Regions from separate parts of the Zea mays genome. Here region 1 is linked to region 2. The links are chromatin contacts, called in public Hi-C maps. All regions are on one chromosome and are shown on one strand. Each heading gives the region's core, a stretch centred on a gene start, on an enhancer-like site or on the middle of the called end of the contact. The rest is flanking DNA. Distances are from core to core; before and after follow the strand shown.

What was found. A called contact is a pair of places that touch in the nucleus more often than the background predicts.
Region 1: a contact with region 2 is called in a Hi-C map of leaf, with 5 times the contacts expected there. The contact joins the promoter of LOC103637791 here to the promoter of LOC100193748 in region 2. A contact is called at or near these places in 7 of 25 Hi-C or Micro-C datasets (bundle sheath, ear, endosperm and 3 more).

What each region holds. Positions count from the first base shown.
Region 1 is chr1:113,965,173-113,969,342 of Zm-B73-REFERENCE-NAM-5.0, forward strand. It overlaps LOC103637791, which reads left to right and starts at 1,566. Exons shown (of 7, transcript XM_035964075.1): 1 at 1,566-1,849; 2 at 2,899-3,223; 3 at 3,313-3,402; 4 at 3,484-3,600. The coding sequence starts at 2,904.
Region 2 is chr1:113,784,959-113,789,208 of Zm-B73-REFERENCE-NAM-5.0, forward strand. It overlaps LOC100193748 (Kinesin-like protein KIN-5D), which reads right to left and starts at 2,313. Exons shown (of 22, transcript NM_001358877.1): 1 at 1,748-2,313; 2 at 1,355-1,484; 3 at 1,107-1,265; 4 at 527-1,000; 5 at 315-412; 6 at 82-238. The coding sequence starts at 2,052.

The sequences.
Region 1 (4,170 bases), core at 316-2,815, 180 kb after region 2:
CTGTTCCCGTTCGTTTGGGCCTGAACCGGAAGTAAACTCGGCCCGGTTTTGACTTTCTCTTCTCTCCAAGGCCCGGCACAAACCCTGACCTCGTCTCCTCCGGATCGATTCCTGGCCAAAGCGACGGCGAGACGCTAGCGACGCATGAGGACGGCGCGAGGTCACTGTGTGGCGGCGCGAGGTGACGACGGGCCGACGCCGCGCAGCCCCGACGGCGAGCCTCCCCGGCACCTTCTCGCGACCCTTCGCCGACGCAGCGGCTGGCCTCGTCTCCCCGACGCAACGACACAACCCTTCCCCGCGGCCGCCGCCGCCTAAGCTCGGCCGCCGCGTCAATCACCATCGTGGCCACGCCGGCTCTCCTGGCCGTCTCGCCAGGCTACGTGCAGCACGGCGGCGTGGTGTCGTACCCGATCGTGCCCGCGGTGACAGAGCGACTGGCGGCCGAGGCGGATGGGACCTTGGTTGGGTTGGTCATATATGCAGTTCAGTTCAGTTCAGTTCAGCTATGTCTCTGCTAGCTGCTGTTACGGTAACAGGCGGCGACGGCGGTTAATTACCTCGTGCGCCGACGGTGAGGGAGCTGTCGTTGTTCCACACAGGGGGCGCTGGAGTTGGTGGTCCAGTACGGGGCGTTGAAGGCGCTCGACGGGCGGTGCTGCACAAGCATGCATGCATATATGAACAGTTGTCCGATCCATCAAGGACGAAACACGAATTGAGACAGCAAACAAGCACAGCGTACCTTGTACGGGTCCATGGCCGCTACGACGTACGTACGCAATGTCGGCCTGCAAGGAGTTCGTGAAGGTGGTGTCGGGCTACGTGCAGCACGGCGGCGTGGTGTCGTACCCGGTCGTGCCCGCGGTGACGGAGCGACTGGCGGTCGAGGCGGAGGCGGTGCGCGTGCGGTGCGGGGCCGGGGCCGTGCACGCGGCGGGCGGCGCGGTGTCGATCCCAGTTATCACAGTATGTCAGTTTAGCTCCGATCCCAAGCTGCCGAACGGAGCGACAGAGAATTATTTCAGCTGAAACCTGGGTTGATCAAGTGAAAGACCCGGAACAAGTGAAAGACTCGGATCAACTAAAACCTGGCCTGAAACTGTTCCTGACCTGGAACTAAAACCTGGCTGCCGAACGAGGCCTTATTGGTTTTTTTGTGCGACGTTGGGGGAGAAGACGTGCAAACGTGTGTAGAGTCGCGACGTCGGACGAAAACTGCTGATATGGGAGAAGAAGCGACACTTCTTTCTTGGTACAACGTAGATTCCTTTCTCGCATTCGCTCGCTGCCCCTGGAACAGGAGAAATTTGCCTGTTCCTATATTTCTCATGTGAAAAATGAACAATACCTACACAATTTCTTCATGGCCATGGGATTAAGTAGATTTTCTGGTTCACGTGACACCGGCATCTTGCTACAGTATTTTATTCTAGAGGGGACGGGATGAATTTGCGTTTTTTGGTTCACCTTTTTTGATTTCTATATTTTTTCTTTAGAATTCCTTCAATCCAAACGGATCTAAACATATTTTCACTCGTCCGATCAGGCGATTCAGAGGACGACATCGCTAGCACGTGGTGTCTGTTCCGGCTAAAATGAAAGGTAGTGGCAAAATTGTGGAAAGCACCAGGGAAGATTTTCCGCGGTGGGGAAATATCAAGAATACCCCTGGCATCCGCAGCCCTAACAAATCAACCCCGCTTCGTCTTCCCCTCCTCCTTCCCTTCTTCCCCTCCCTTCCCGGCCGCCGCGGTGCGCGCCCGCCTCCTTCCGTCCGGAGGCAACTACTCGCTTCTCTCTACTCTCGGGGAAGCCTGAGCTGATTCCTCCTCGTGCTCTCTCGTGGGTAAGTAAATCCTTTTGCGCAACCAGATTTCCGGGGGCTTCGACTGAACTGAGCTCTTGCATCCGGCCCCTTGTTCCCCCCCACCCATGGGTGTTGATTCCCAATCCTCCTTTTCCGATGACAAAGAGCCGTCCTTTTTTTTTGTTCAGTTGGTATAAAGTAATTTCTATTTGGATCCTCGAGTGGGCTTGCGTATTCGCGTAGCATCCTCTGAAATTTACTCCTTTTCGCCGTGCCTACTGCCTAGCAGATTATTTTGTGTTTCCCGTCCCTGCTCTGTTCGCAGTCATGTTGCGATTTGTCCCCATTCTAGGGGATTCTTGAGCAAAATGCCCCCTTTTCTCTATTTCCCCTTTTTTCTCTCCAAATTTCCATCCTGAGTTACTTTGCTTTTATACTAGTTATATTATCATTTCAGTCCTTCTCCTGCTGGAGCTTAGTGGAGTTCCAGCCTTCAGACATTTTTTTTCTTGTGAATATGTCAGTTCAGTCATCAATTCAGTGTTCGTTTGCTCGGAATTCCTTGGCAATTTTTAGAGCTACAAGAGCAACAGTCCATGATAAAGTTTTAGTGAAATTTCAGAGGTTCATGAACAATGCTAGTATGAATCCGTCCGGGTTGAAATCCATGTATTGTGTGACTGTTCTTTTTCTTTTGGTTTTGCAACAATCTTTGCCAACGTTAAGCAGATTTTGTTAAAACCTGAACCGACATACTGCTTCATTGCTGCTGGGCTATATAGCTTTTGCAGTGGTGCCTTCGTCAGACAAATGAACATGAACTATCATCTCCATCATGTGCCCTATTTACCTAGTAATTGTGTGTTTCCTGTTCTATGCCTTTACCAACAAAAAACTTGAGTCCCAGGTTCTCTAATGGGAGATGTTGTATGTTGCTAATGACCTTTAAAATACTTAAAAAAATAGGCACCCTTGACATAGTGAATTTTCACTTCGTCATGAATTACACATGAGAATTTTTGTTGAAAGTAAATTTCCTTTACATTTCTTATGTTTATTATAGTTATACTGACAGCTGAACAACTCAGGAAGCATGGCGGATGGGGGTATTGTGGTAGCCATTTGCCAATATGGTGGAGAATTCACTTCTGGCCCCAATGGTAATTTGACATACAAAGGAGGCGAGGCGCATGCTGTTGATGTTACTCGTGACATGCCACTGGAGAACTTCAAGGATGAGGTGTCCAAGGTGTTCCATGTTGACGTCACTGACATGTCATTGAAGTACTTCCTTCCGAATAATTACAGAACGCTAATCACAATATCATGTGATCGAGATTTACAAAGGATGGTTGATTTTACTACCAGTGCCACACAAGTGGAAGTTTTCTTGATTAGTAGAGTAGAAAACAGGTATGTTTTTTTGCACCTTATTGCTTTGTGATCTAAGAGTCAATGCATTGGCTGACATGGTACATGCTTTTCTCGGGCTGAATACCCAGGAGTATTGTTACTTACTCTGGAGCTTCTGCAAGTAAGCCTGGATCTAATGCTCCTGGTGATAAAAGGAAAAGGCCACCTTCCAAAAACAAGTAGGCTGCGCTGTGCTAGTTGTCTTTATGTTTTTTTTGTTATCCTCTATACTGTGTATCATGACATATTCTCTCTTTTAGGGTATCCAAAAGTAACAAGAAGACTCCAACTCCCAGTGCTCCTGGCACTTCAGTCCAACCTAGTGCTAATAATGTGAAACAGCCAAGACCAATAGCTATTGAAACCAACGACAACAGGTGCGAAATTGATCTTCATATAACTGCTACATCTTGGCATGCCTTCTTTGTTCTGGGATGTTTCTGATTTCTAAGAAATTGCAGTTCTGCGTGCCTTTCATGTTTGATTCATAAAGTGGATAGAAATAAGTTCTGTATATACAAATGGCTCTGGAAGCGGAGGCCCAACCTAGGTCTAAAATGATATAGGTGAGCGCCAGCTAGATAACTGAGACTAATAAAAACAATTGTAGCAGTTCTGACAAGCGTGGTATCAATAACCTCCTACCAAGGGGGCAGTGAACAACCGTGATTTTTTCCTTTGTCTATAAAACAGCGTCATAGAACCTTTTACTAGAGATGTTACACACAATGAGCTATTTTTGGTTACATTGACGAAGATGCATTGGCCACTATCTAGTGCATGCCAAGGGAACACATACGGCAGCTATTTTGTATATACTTTACAAAATAGCTAAAGAACACACAAGGTATATACTTTACTCCCTTTAATTTGAAGAGTAGCTTATCCCAGAATCGAATGAATGTATGCCTATTTGGATATTTGCATTTCAGTGTGTGCCTTACTTG
Region 2 (4,250 bases), core at 1,063-3,562:
ATTGGCAAATTACTGAAATCAGTTATCCATGAAAACCTTTACATTGCAATTAATGGTAATTTAACAATAAAAAAGCAGAACCTCTGGCTTATTCTTGATGTGCTTTGCACGATGCGCATAATCCAGGGTGCTTAGCGTCTCCTCAAGGCAGTGTACTGAAGGTGAAATGGTCGCTATAATGCAAGTCTTTGTCTTCCCTCCCAAAGAATCTCTTAACAATCTTGTTAACTTGCTATCCCTGCATGAATAGCAACCAAATATCAGATGCCTAAACAGCCTTAACGAACAATCTGAACAGCTAGTGTTTACTTGACCTGTATGGTATGTGTCCAGAGTGCTCGACAAGAGTATTAATGACACGCCCAAGTGTAAGCAGACTCTTGTTAATTTCTCCTGCTTCGCGAGCTCGCCCCTATAAAAACAGATGGCAACTATCTAAGTATTCTTCTCTTGTTCAGCTTGATCAACGTATTTAGCGATGAGGTGGAAAAGGAAACAAGAGCTCCCCCCCCCTAAAAAAACTTACGTCTCTAGCACCGGACCGAGATATGTTTTCAGAGCCAGCAAGGTCAACGAGATTAAGCTTTCCGCACTTGATCATTTCCTCACCCTCAGGTGTGCATTCCTTAATATGGATGGTGATAGAGAAAATAGAGTGTGAGCGACTGCTTTGCTTGTTGAGAAGAGTTTCAGCAGTTTTTCTCTTTGCAGAGCCTCTCTCCAGTATCCTGTAGATCTCGGCAGCTGAAGAAACTAGCTCTTCCTCGAGCCCTCTAACAAAGACTCCACCCTTGCCATCCTCCATGAGTGCCAAAGGCTTCTTGGACTTGTCATCGGAGAATTTCGATTCCTCTGCGGCTAGAAGATCTGTGAGCTCCTCATTGTACAGCTCAAGAAAAGAAACCTTCATGCTGTACTCTGCACTCTGTGCCTCGAGGATGTCAAATATGCACTTAACAGCCCTTGGAATGACACCGGCATCAGTCGGGAGGTCAGCATTCTACAGAAATAGAGTAGAGTTATGGCGTCGGTTGAATCAGCAAACTAACTGCATCAGAATTCAGAAACATGTGTGGCATGTGAATATATATAATAAAAAATTGTACCAGTGCTTTGCCCCCTCCTCCTTCCATTGTGTATGTTTTGCCAGTTCCAGTTTGGCCATATGCAAATATTGTGCAATTATAACCGTCCAAAACCTCGCTGACAAGTGGCACAACAGCATGGTTGAAGACGTCCTGCTGTTGAGACTTTGGTCCTAGCACCTGCGTGTTCGGTTGGTTACCGAGTGATGAATCAATCAAGTGAATGCCTGGGGTGTGGCAGTGGCCAACAAGTGGAGTAAAATAGCTACCTTGTCGAATGCAAAGGTGCGATCAATTTGCTTGTTAGCGATGTTCTGGGCAACGGAGACCTCGCGTCTCTGGTCATTGCAAGTGACCACCACGGGAGTGCCGACGCGGCGTTCCTCATCGCTCAATGGCCTATGTATGAAGGAATAGGACGCGATGAGGTTGAATGCAAGAGTAGTAAGTAAAATAAATGATATACGGTGGATTGATTGACAAGCATTGCGCCTTGGTGGATCGATCAGACAGTGGCATGTATTGGAAAAGCATAGTTACAGTACATTATACTCCTCCACTGGTGATCGGTTGATGGTGGGGCTGTCTATGGAAACGCTAGTAGATGCATGCATAGGTAGGAAGTAGTATTGATTAACGTAGTTAGGAGGCAGCGGATATACCTGCATCGGAGGAGGACCTGGATGTTAACGCCTCCGGATCCGGAGGACCCCTTGGAGGAGGTGGTGGTGGAGGTTTGCTGCAGCTGTGCGGCCTGCTGGGCAGCGATGCTGCTGTTACTGTTACTGTTGCCGTTGAAGAGGAGGGGCCCCCGATCCCGGTGCCTGCTTGTGGTGGGGGGCTTGTGGGCGGAGGACGAGGCGCCGCTCCTCGGCGTGTGGGAGAAGGAGGGGGAGGGAGAAAGGGACATGGCGGCGTAGTCGGCGGGGGCTCCACCTCGGCGAGCGGTGGGGGTGGAAGCCTCCATGGATGATGATGATGAATGAAATGAAACGCAGATGAGGAGGGGAAATGGGGATCGGTCGACTGATTTTGAATCGGTGAAGAATGCCTCAATGCTTCTTGCCTCTTATTTAGGGCTAGGCCGCCGCCCGCCGGCACGCACGCGGACGCGGCACTTGCTTATTGGGCCCCGCACCACAGCCTCGGATTCCAATGGAACTCACGGGGCCCACCCACTTTTGGTTGAATTTGAACTCTCCGTCCGACCGTTGCACGGCGAGGGACAGACGAGAGAGGCACCCGCTTCATTCAGTTTTGCTTCGTATTATATTAATATTTATTATATTAATTCGAAACTCAAAGGGCCCACCGACTTTGAATTTTATTTGAACTCTCCTCCGACCGTTGCATGAGAAGGAATAGAAGAGAGAGAGGCGCGCGCTTCCTACGCATTATATAACTCAATTATCCATTGCTCTAACTGTTACTCCCTGCATCTCAAAATGTAATTCATTTTAAACTAAGCATACATTTATTAATTAATTAATATATTTATTAATTAATTAATATAGTTTGTATGTATGTCTATTTTTATTATCATTTATGTGGACGATAGAATATTTTAAGACGAGGGAGTATTATTTATACAAAGTATGCTCCTTATTAGCAAATATTAATCACATGTATTAGGGCCTGTTTGTTTCAGCTTATAGATTATATAATTATTATAATCTGTTTAGATTATAATCTGCTTAAATTATAATCTATATATAGTTGTTTGGTAGTTTAGACTATACAAATGCAAATTATTTATAAAGACAACAATACTCTTGTTTGTTTATTTGATATTTAATACATTTATGACATTCTATCAATTTGTACATCTTATTTGTCTAGAAGAAACTATCTATAAATAAAATTACATTCTCCTAGCAAACAATGCATTTGCAATTTGATCTCGAATATTATTCATGTCTCTCTCTCCCTCATCATCTTCCAATACTATCTTGATGTGTTGAAGGGATAGGCATATAGTTTTCAACTCGATCACACTGATCAAACTCTTCGTCAGCTAGTTTGTTGTCTCGAATGAATTTATGTAGAGCCATACATGCATGTATTATTTTCGATTGATTCAACTCTGGCAAATGGTATTCACACCTTTGTATGGAGCTAGATAACCCTTCCGGTTCATATATCCAGAGCCAACAAGGTAAAACTTTCCTACAATTTTATTTCAAACATAAATTTAAAAACTTCGGTTTTAAAAATGCTAAATAAAACATGTGCTAGTGACAGTAAAAAAAGATTGGCAGCGAGAGGCATAATGGAGAATTTGATCGTGTATAAAACATGAGCAAGTCGCACCGACTTAAGACGTTTCCGACTTAAGCCGATTGTTCCATTAGTAGGGTATAGTAATCACCCTAAGTTATGTAAGTGTAAGCATGTTGCACCGACTAAAGACGTTTCCGACTTAAGCCGATTGCTCCGTTGGTAGGGTATAGTAATCACCCTAAGTTATGTAAGCGTGAGCATGTCGCACCGACTAAGACGTTTCCGACTTAAGTCGATTGCTCTATTGGTAGGGTATAGTAATCACCCTAAGTTATGTAAGCGTGAGCATGTCGCACGGACTTAAGACATTTCTGACTTAAGCCGATTGCTCCGTTGGTAGGGTATAGTAATCACCCTAAGTTATGTAAGCGTGAGCATGTCACACCGACTTAAGGCGTTTCCGACTTAAGTTGATTGCTCTGTTGGTAGGGTATAGTAATCATCCTAAGTTATGTAAGCGTGCAGGTATGTTGTGCCGATTTAAGTCGTTTCTGACTTAAACCGCTTGTTGATTGAGAGTTTGTATATGGTAGAACACATAAGCTTTATTGATAATGAAACCTTTTGTTTACAAAGTACAGCTTGCCCACCGGAGTTTTGATGTACTACTACGGATAGAATTTCCTGAGGTGTTCAATATTCCACGAATTTCCCACTTCGGTTCCATCCATCTGGGTAAGTCGGTAGGATCCTGGCCGAGTGACCTCTGCAATGATGAATGGTCCTTCCCATGGAGGTGACAATTTGTGTCGCCCTTCTCCCGTTAGCACTCGGCGGAGCACTAGGTCTCCTATTGCGAAGGATCGATGCCGCACTGCTTTGTCGTGGTAGCATCTCAGGGTTTGCTGGTATCTAGCCGATTGAATGACAACATCCAGACGTTCT